Linked DNA regions of Pan troglodytes: region 2 is linked to region 1. Evidence: chromatin contacts called from public HiChIP or PLAC-seq data. All regions are on one chromosome and are shown on one strand. Each heading gives the region's core, a stretch centred on a gene start, on an enhancer-like site or on the middle of the called end of the contact. The rest is flanking DNA. Distances are from core to core; before and after follow the strand shown.

Region 1 (4,231 bases), core at 1,116-3,615:
CGTAAGTTTCCAAAATAATTACATTTACATGTTTTGAAACTCTCTTCATACCACTTTTAGATGGAGAGGTGCGCAATACTGACCTTTTTTTTTTTTTTTTTTGAGACAAGGTCTGGCTCTGTCACCCAGGCTGGAGTACAGTGGTGCAATCTCAGCTAACTGCAACCTCCGCCTCACAGGTTCAAGTCATCCTCCCACCTCAGCTTCCCAAGTAGCTGGGACTACAGGCGTGTGACACCCCACCTAGCTAATTTGTGTTTTTTTGTTTTGGTTTTTATACAGACAGGGTTTCACCACGCTGCCCAAGCTGGTCTCGAACTCCTGAGCTCAGTGATCTGCCCACCTCAGCCTCCCAAAGTGCTGGGATAACAGGCATGACCCACTGTGCCCGCCAATACTGATACTTCAATTCTGCCAAACACACCCTTCACTGAATGGCTAGGCACAAGAAGGTACTTAGCACAATCTGACTACTATGATATGCAGCAGGAAAGGAGCCCCTCAGCTATACCATGGAAGAGTGATGGCCAGTGTGGATGTGGTTGGTCAAAACTCTGGCCAGGTTGGTGTTATCTTCCTGATTAAGGGGCAGCAGGAAAGCTGGAAGACCCAAATATGCACCAAAATTCAGCTCCTGTAACATGGCCTGGAACGGAGATGAAGAGGAAAAGTTTGAGCTAACAAGCAAACAGCTTTTTTTTTTTTTTTTTTTTTTGAGACAAAGTCTCACTCTGTCACCCAGGCTGGAGTGCAGTGGCACAGTCTCCACTCACTGCAGCCTTGACCTTCCCAAGCTCAACTGATCCTCCCTCCTCAGCCTCCTGAGTAGCTGGGACCACAGGCATGCACCACCATGCCTGGCTAATTTTTGTATATTTTATAGAGATGGGGTTTCACTACGCTGCCCAGGCTGGTCTCGAAATCCCGAGCTCCAGTGATCCTACAGCCTCAGCCTCCCAAAGTGCTAGGATTATAGGTGTGCACCACAGCACCCAGCCTAATAGCTTTAATTTCATTCTATCAGTTAATTTACCAAGTTATTGGGGATGGGAGGGGACCACTCTCCCCACCCAGCTTGGTTAGAAAAATCCAGCAGAGAAGTCAAACAGTCTTACCGCCTCGGAGTTCCTGCGAATCTTCTCCACTTTTGAGTCTGGACGAATCCATGGAGAAAGCTTTCCCACAATTAGCGTATTCCAGTCTGCACTCCCCCACCCAAGAAAGACAAATACTGAATAAGGTTCAGCACTTTACTTGTTCAATTTTTAGTTTTGGGAATCAAGAGTAGAAATGAGAGACAAAGGTTTTTTCTACATAGACATGGGATAGCCTGATGCAGAATAGAGAAGCAAGGAGAAAACAAGTTATCTATATCCCAGGGACTAACAAATATATCCAAGTCAGAAAAGGAGGAGAATGAGGGCCCCGATAAAGCAGAAGTTGTTGTTGCCTCTAATAATTAAGGGGCATATGGGATGGTCCCTACCCCTTCCTGACAGCAGTAGGTCTGATCGTGTCTGGGGACCGGGCCGATTCTTAGCAGGTTCCTGAATGAACTCCCTCTTGAAACGCGGATGGAAGACAGGCATGCAGAGGAAATCAAACCTACAACCGCGACAGACCCAGAATCATGTAAAGAGAGCAGCAGTGCCAGAGAGCCAAGCAACTGGATTTAGGCTATTTTGATTTTGCACAGCCCTTTCAGCTGCCATCAGTTCAGCCTACTAGGCTGCTGAGTTCAGACCACCTTGGGGGATATCAACTCTGCTGTACTGTGCCTCAATTTCTCCCTAAAACACAGCCATGGGACATATGAGTAAGGAGAAAATGATGGATATCCACAAGTAGAATTTTTTTCTCCTCAGGTGTCACTATGTTTCCAAGACCATCACATCCAGATTTGCCCCAGTTCTGCCCATGCCTCCCCCGTCAAGATTAGCCTCTTCTCTCCCTTGCCCCCTAACACCTCCTCCCACTCCCAGACAATAATCGCGACCTCCAGGGCCCTTTAGAGTTTACCCAACAACTCTCCCAACTTTGGGACTCAGTGACCACAGGCCTCCCACAAGTTATTTTCCTCACGTTACTGGGTCCGAGGCTCCTCCCCTCCAAAGAGTAATAGTCTCTCCCCTCCTCATCCTAGCCGACCCCCTCACCCCTGCTTCTCCGGGATGACTAGTCTGCCCTTCTCCGTCCCCGAGTTCGGACCCCGCATTCCGCTCGTGGAGGTCCGGCCCTCACCCCTGCTTGGCCACAGCCCCTAGTGTGTCAGCTATTTCGGGGACGCAATTCAGGTCCCTCCCGCTGGACACGCGGCTCCCACCAGCACCCCCGACCGCCATCGCCGCCATCTTTCTCCTCGCGCTGTCCACGCCGGGATTCCTTGATACTAGTAGCCAATCACAAAGTCAAACTAGTGCCCCAGAAGGCGGGACGAGTCGCCTTAACAACCAGAGCGTCTGCCACAGCTCCCGAACAGGAGGGATGGGGAGTGGCTTTTCCTGCCAATCCGCGGGCTGCACAGTGGCGTACGGCATGGATCCACCAATCTCAGGGTCTGGTTCCTGACGAACTTCAATCTCCCAGAATGCTTAGTACATCTGCAGAACTCCGTTGAGAGACTACACCTCCCATGAAACCCTGCAGTATAACCTTGAAGTATCATCACGGAGAAAAACAATGCTATCTCGGGGCCAGTGGCGCAATGGATAACGCGTCTGACTACGGATCAGAAGATTCCAGGTTCGACTCCTGGCTGGCTCGGTGGGGCTTCTCGCAGCTTCGCTGCGTGAGCATTTTGTAATTTTCCTTTCCTTTCGCAGTTTGATGCTTTATTATCTTCACGCTTTCATTATCAGGTCCTGAGTCGGTTGGGTTATGCAGCCATGTAATGTCAGCTTTTCCCGTAACTACCCTCAAAAGTGTTTTTCTTGTGTCATTATTTACGTCCATATGAACACTGAGAAAACTGGGTTAATGGCTGGTGCTATTAAAATGAGCTTTGTCACCTTACTATGTTACATATTAAAATAAACTGCTAACTCAGCTACTACTTCCTAGTGATTCTAGGAAGTAGTGTTTTGTGTTTCAAACACAAAAGGTGTAAATAAACGCCTAAACACACACACACACCTCAAGATAGAGAAAAGGAATTCATTAATTACAGTGGGCAGCAGTCATGAAATTGGTTGGCATGGAGGCCAGAGAGAATCTACATTTTCTCATGTCATTAGCTGCTAGAGATGGAAAGGAAGGAAGCAAGGAAAGACATAGGGAGGGAAATGGGAACTCCAGAAGGCAGGGGGCCCACTGGTGTTGAGGGCTCGGCAGCAAGGATGGAGAGGAGAACACGGTACAAGAGACCCCACGCAGGCGCCGCTGGCAGAACTTAGGGACCGACTGGCAAGGAGTCCTGAGAAAGCAAAGTAGGGGGTGATGCCTAGGATTCTGTCCATGCAGTGAGCAAGAAATGCGAAAAGAGGGTTTGGGAAATCAGGGTTTGGGTTTGGTCATGCTGAATTGAACGTCTAGGGGGCGCTGTGTAATAGAAAGTTGGATGGAGGTCGCCAGAAGAAAAGAATTGAGGCCATGCGACTGAGATCACCATAGCTCGTTGGGGACAGAGCCATAGGAAATACGAAAAGGGTGTGGGGTAGGATAAGTTCTGGGGAACCCTGGGTGCAATGCAAGTGCCCCAAAAGAATGAAAGCCGGAAAACCGGCCGGGCGCGGTGGCTCACGCCTGTAATCCCAGCACTTTGGAAAGCGGAGGCGGGTGGATCTCCTGAGGTCAGGAGTTCGAGACCAGCCTGGCCAACATGAAAAACCCCCGTCTCTACTAAACGTGGTAGCAGGCGCCTGTAATCCCAGCTACTCGGCCAGCTACTCGGGAGGCTGAAGCAGGAGAACTGCTTGAACCCGGCAGGCGGAGGTTGCAGTGAGCCAAGATCACGCCACTGCACTCCAGCCTGGGCAACAAGAGCAAAATAATGTCGGGGCGGGGGGAGGAGGAAAGGAAAGTCGGAAAAACCAAAGCATTTAAAAAATGCACCATGAAGGCCAGGCTGGGCACAGTGGCTCACGCCCGTAATCCCAGCACTTTGGGAGGGCGAGGCGGGCGGATCACCTGAGGTCGGGAGTTCGAGACTACCCTGACCAACATCAGGAAACCCATCTCTACTAAAAATACAAAATTTAGCCAGACGTGGTGGCGTGCGCCTGTAATACCAGCT
Region 2 (4,231 bases), core at 1,170-3,669, 130 kb after region 1:
GTTGATGTCTTGCACTTTGATGATGAACTCTGATGGGGGCTCCAGGGGCCGGTTGGAGGCTCGGTCCACGGCTTGGGCCAGTAGCACATATTGCGCCTTTTCCTCCCGGTCAAGGCTCTTGGTAACATGAATATTGCCTGTGGCCTCATCAATCACAAATACGGTGCCTGCCCCCTCCCCGGTCAACAGGTACTTGGTGCGGCCCTCTCCCCGGTCAACATCCGAGTGCAGCTGCAGGGGTCAGGAAAAGATGGCAGAGGGCTCCAAGTACAGAGACAGGGTTAAAGAGTCTAGGTTTGGGTAGAGCGTTGGGAGTCCTGAGGGACCAAGGTCATTGCAGAAGTGATGAAGTTGCAGGGCAGGGCCTGAGGGCTTGGTGTCAGAGTAGACATGGGAGGGGTCATCCTTACCTTGCCAATGAGAACAGGCTCTGGACCAGCATATTCCTCAATGACAAAGAACTGGTTCCAGACCCAGCTCCTTCGAGTCCGCAGCAGAGCAGGCCCTGGGTGTCCCCGGGACCCTGCCCAGGCCCGGGCTGGGGCTGCCAGACGCCCCATGCAGCCCCAGCCACCCAGCCAGGCCAGCAGGAGCCTCACCAGGCCCCACATGTTTGGACTCCAGCCAGGGCTCTGTTCACTGGCCCTGGGTGCTGAGGCTGGGCCAGGCCACGTGGCCCATGAGCTGGCTGGGGTGGAGGGGCAGATGCGTTGAGGCTACCCCATGGATCCACACCTGCAGGACAAGCAGCTGCTCAGGCTCAAGGAAACCCCTAGCCCTCCTCCCCCCAAAATTAGATGCTGAAGACCAGACCTCCAAGGAACCAGACACTCCACTGCCCAGAACTCAGACTAAGACAGAGAGCAGAGAGGCTGATCCTTCCTCCACCCAGGCTCTGCATGTATTCACCTCCAGCCCTCCAAGCTGATAAATCTCTGGTCAGTCAACTCTGAGTAGAGAACTGGGGAGGAACACAGGAGAGGGGATGCTGGGAGGGCTTGGAATCCCAAATCTGGTCTCTGTCCTCCCAGGTTGGGCACGTAGCCAGGTATTGGAGGAGGCGGGGCTACCAGAGAAAGGGCTTAAAATTACGGAGTTGGGATTCATGGAGGTGTGGCCTTAAGGTGTCTAGGGTCAGCATGAGATGACAAGGAGTGCAGCCTCAGGCAGGGCTGAGAGTCTGTGAAAGTCCCTCCCCACAAGGGGGAGCCCCACTCTCCAGGCCCTGTCTCCAGCCCACGCTGCCAGTGCAGTCCTTGAAGGGGGACTGGGCTCGTGAGACAGGAGTTGGGAGCCAGAGCTGAAGGAAGAGGATACAGGGTGGGGGACAGGGGGAGGTGACCGGGGAGAGAGGTCCACCCAGAGGCTAGAGACAGATAATGACTGACGGCTAGACTGACTCAGGGACTGTCCGGCAGAGAAATGACTGGATGAGAGACAGAAACAGAACAGTGGCAAGAGACAGAATGAGAGAGACCAGGGCAGCAGCCTGGGTGTCTGAAGGCAGAGAGGAGTCCTAGGGGCCAGGCTTGGAAACGGGTCACCCGGGGCAGTTCCGGGCAGGCAGGGGCAGACCTCAGCTTCGGGGGTGTCAAGCCAGGCCTCGGGAACTTAATTCTGGGAGAAGGAGCAGACAGGAGGGGTGGAGGCAGGGAGGGGCCACAGGAAGGGAGCTAGAGAGGAGACCCTTCCCACTGCTCTCCTTTCTCCTAGGGGCGGGGGGGAGGACCCCTCAGGTAGCTGTGGCTTCTGCCCCTCCTCCCTCAGAGCAGACACACACCTGACAGTCCCTTTGCTCCCGAGGGAAGGGGGAAACCGGAGGAAGGCTGGGGACCAGAGAGAAGGCGGGATGAGGAGGCGAGAAGGAAGGGGATAGAGGAGTGGGAAACAGGATAGCAGGAAGGGGAGAGGAGAGGGAGGGAAAGGAGAGCAAGAAAGAGAAAAGAGAAAGACAGGAAAGGGGAGAAAGGTAGAGAAAGAAAAAGGCAAAGAGGGAGAGGAGATGGAAAAAGGACAAGAGGGAGAGGGAAGGGTTGGGGAGACAGAGGGAAGGGATAAGGAAGGCAAACAGGCAGAGAAGGAAGGGTGAAGAGAAATCGAGAGAAGAAAGAGGGAGAGAGGTGCGAGGGGAGAAGGGAAAGAGGCAGAGCGCGGGAGAAGGGAGCCGGCAGCGGGCTCCCAGCCACGGAGCGCACCCCTCCGAAGACCCCCGCAGGCTGCGGGCCCCCTCCTACCCCTCCGCGGATTCCCGACCCCTGCTCCGGGGCAGGCGCCCTTACCTGGCACTGCCGAGGGGCCCAGGCCGGCGGGAAGCGCCCCCGTCCGCCCCCGTCGCCGGGTCCCGGGGGCGCAGCCCCGAGCCGATTGGAGCGGGCGCCGCGGCTCCGCTGCAGGTCTGAGCGGCCCCGGCGAGAACAAGGGAGCGAGACGGAGGGGGCGGGGGAAGAAGGCTCCGCCTGCGGAGGAGCGAGGCGGCTCCGCGCCGCGCGGGAGAGGAGAGCCCAGCCTCCGACCCTCCCCGGCCAGCCGGGCCCGCGCGGCGGGGGCGGGGGCGGGGGCGGGGGCGGTGCCGCGCGTCCGCCCCTTCGGCGCTCCTGGGCTGCGGGGCGCATACAGATGCGGCGCCCCTCCCGGACCGGGCCCGCAGCGCCCGGCAGGGCACTCGGGCGGGAGGACGTCCAGGCCACGGCGCCAGGCCATTTCCGAAGAGCTGGCGGGGCGGGTGCACCCGGGAGCGCGAAGCTGCCAGTCCCCGCCCGCAGCGGAAAACGGGCGAGCGCGCGGTGAGGTGGGGAATTCGGAGCCCACTGCGGAGAGACCCGGCTCCGGGCTCCCGGTTCCCGGCTGGCTTTTGGGACTGGTGTGGATGGAATCCCAGCTGCGAGGCGGCAGCGTTTTGAGAGCCCATGCAAAGCACGGTAGCAGGTCAGCTGGGGGACACTTAAGGACGGCAGAAGGGTCCAGAGAGTCCGAGGCCCGGGCCCAGGGAGCGGCTCGGGAACAGAGGCACGACATCGGCGGGAGGTCGGAGGCGGGCAGTGGAGCCCTTCTTGGGAAGCTCGGTTACAAGGGCCAACAGAGCGAGGAGCTGCCGCCCCCTGGTGGTAGTTGTGGGAGGCACCAAGGTGGCAGGCAGGTGACCAAATCCCTAATTTAACCGTGCACAGGACCAGGAACCAGAAGAGGACCCACCCTCCTAGCCCTGCTGGGGTGCCGCCACGGACACAGGTTGCTCCATGCCTTCCCGAATGAGGAAGGTCCACAGCTTTGGGTTGGTCAGGGCCAAGGCAGGGGATAAAAGACTTCCTGGGAAGTTCAATAAGCAGGAAGCAGTCAGCCTAAAGGAACACATGGAATGAGAGCAACTCCTACCCCAGATATCCTCAGATGTCCACGCTCAGATATCCACAGTGGCTTCTTAACCTGCCCAACGAAAGCCACTCACACAGTTTAAAACTAAGTCAGATTTTTATTTTTTTTTCCATAGACCACATCATTTAATAATAAAAAAAATAAAAATAAAAATTGAACAAAAGGAAAAGGTGGATAGAAAGTGGAACCTGTGGGAAAGAGGCAAGGGCTGCAGGACAGAAGAGACTGGGAACTGCAGGGGCCCTGGGACTCAGGAGGAGATGCTGATTCAGCTCATAGGTGACCCAGTCCTGGCCCCGGCTGTTCCCAAGAGAAGGCTGTAAGTACCCAGGGAGGTGGTAAGCAGGATGGAGGAAAAATCAGAGGACTGGGGCACCTGGCTGTTCCCCATCTCTGGCCAACCACCTCCTTGCCTAACCTAGCTCTTGCCTCTCAGACTTAATGGGAAATGAGAGGGAGGGTCGGGCTAAGTCCCAAGAGATAGGTTAAGGGGGTGTGTTTGGGGGGAAAAGGATGGCCACTTTTCCATTTGGTATGTATGTAGGGATAGGTGATGTGAAAGACCCTTGGCTCCAGGGTGGTGGAGACTGTGCCTATCCCTCTGTGGCCATAACCCCCTGGGGCCGAGTGGCTGGTACCTGCAGCTCTAGTGTTTTCCCACCTAGCGGCGCCCACCCCGGTCCCGCACAGGTGTGCTCCGACTCCGGCTTCTGCTGTGGCGCTTGGTGTCCCTGCGATCCCTTTCCCTGCCTCGTTCTCGGTCCCTTTCCCTATCCCGATCTCGATCCCCCCTGTCCCGCTCCCTTTCTCTCTCTCTCTCCCTGTCCCTCTCCCGACTGTGCTCCCGACGTTTCTCTCG

Evidence for each region. HiChIP or PLAC-seq counts read pairs in DNA pulled down with a chosen protein or histone mark.
Region 2: a contact with region 1 is called in an H3K4me3 HiChIP or PLAC-seq map of stem cell-derived excitatory neurons, with 2.2 times the contacts expected there. The contact joins the promoter of CDH24 here to the promoter of PRMT5 in region 1. A contact is called at or near these places in 1 of 7 Hi-C or Micro-C datasets (stem cell-derived neural progenitor cells) and 1 of 1 datasets of contacts at active chromatin or transcription factors (stem cell-derived excitatory neurons).

The regions. Positions count from the first base shown.
Region 1 is chr15:21,294,655-21,298,885 of NHGRI_mPanTro3-v2.0_pri, forward strand. It overlaps PRMT5 (protein arginine methyltransferase 5), which reads right to left and starts at 2,366. Exons shown (of 18, transcript NM_001280364.1): 1 at 2,242-2,366; 2 at 1,487-1,605; 3 at 1,116-1,201; 4 at 512-646. The coding sequence starts at 2,351. TRNAR-ACG (transfer RNA arginine (anticodon ACG)) reads left to right here and starts at 2,691; the gene lies at 2,691-2,763. It overlaps LOC134808343 (a long non-coding RNA gene), which reads left to right and starts at 2,599. Exons shown (of 3, transcript XR_010151072.1): 1 at 2,599-2,742.
Region 2 is chr15:21,425,455-21,429,685 of NHGRI_mPanTro3-v2.0_pri, forward strand. It overlaps CDH24 (cadherin 24), which reads right to left and starts at 2,420. Exons shown (of 12, transcript XM_016925878.4): 1 at 2,280-2,420; 2 at 411-735; 3 at 1-231. The coding sequence starts at 611. It overlaps ACIN1 (apoptotic chromatin condensation inducer 1), which reads right to left. Exons shown (of 19, transcript XM_016925873.4): 19 at 3,450-4,231. The coding sequence ends at 4,034.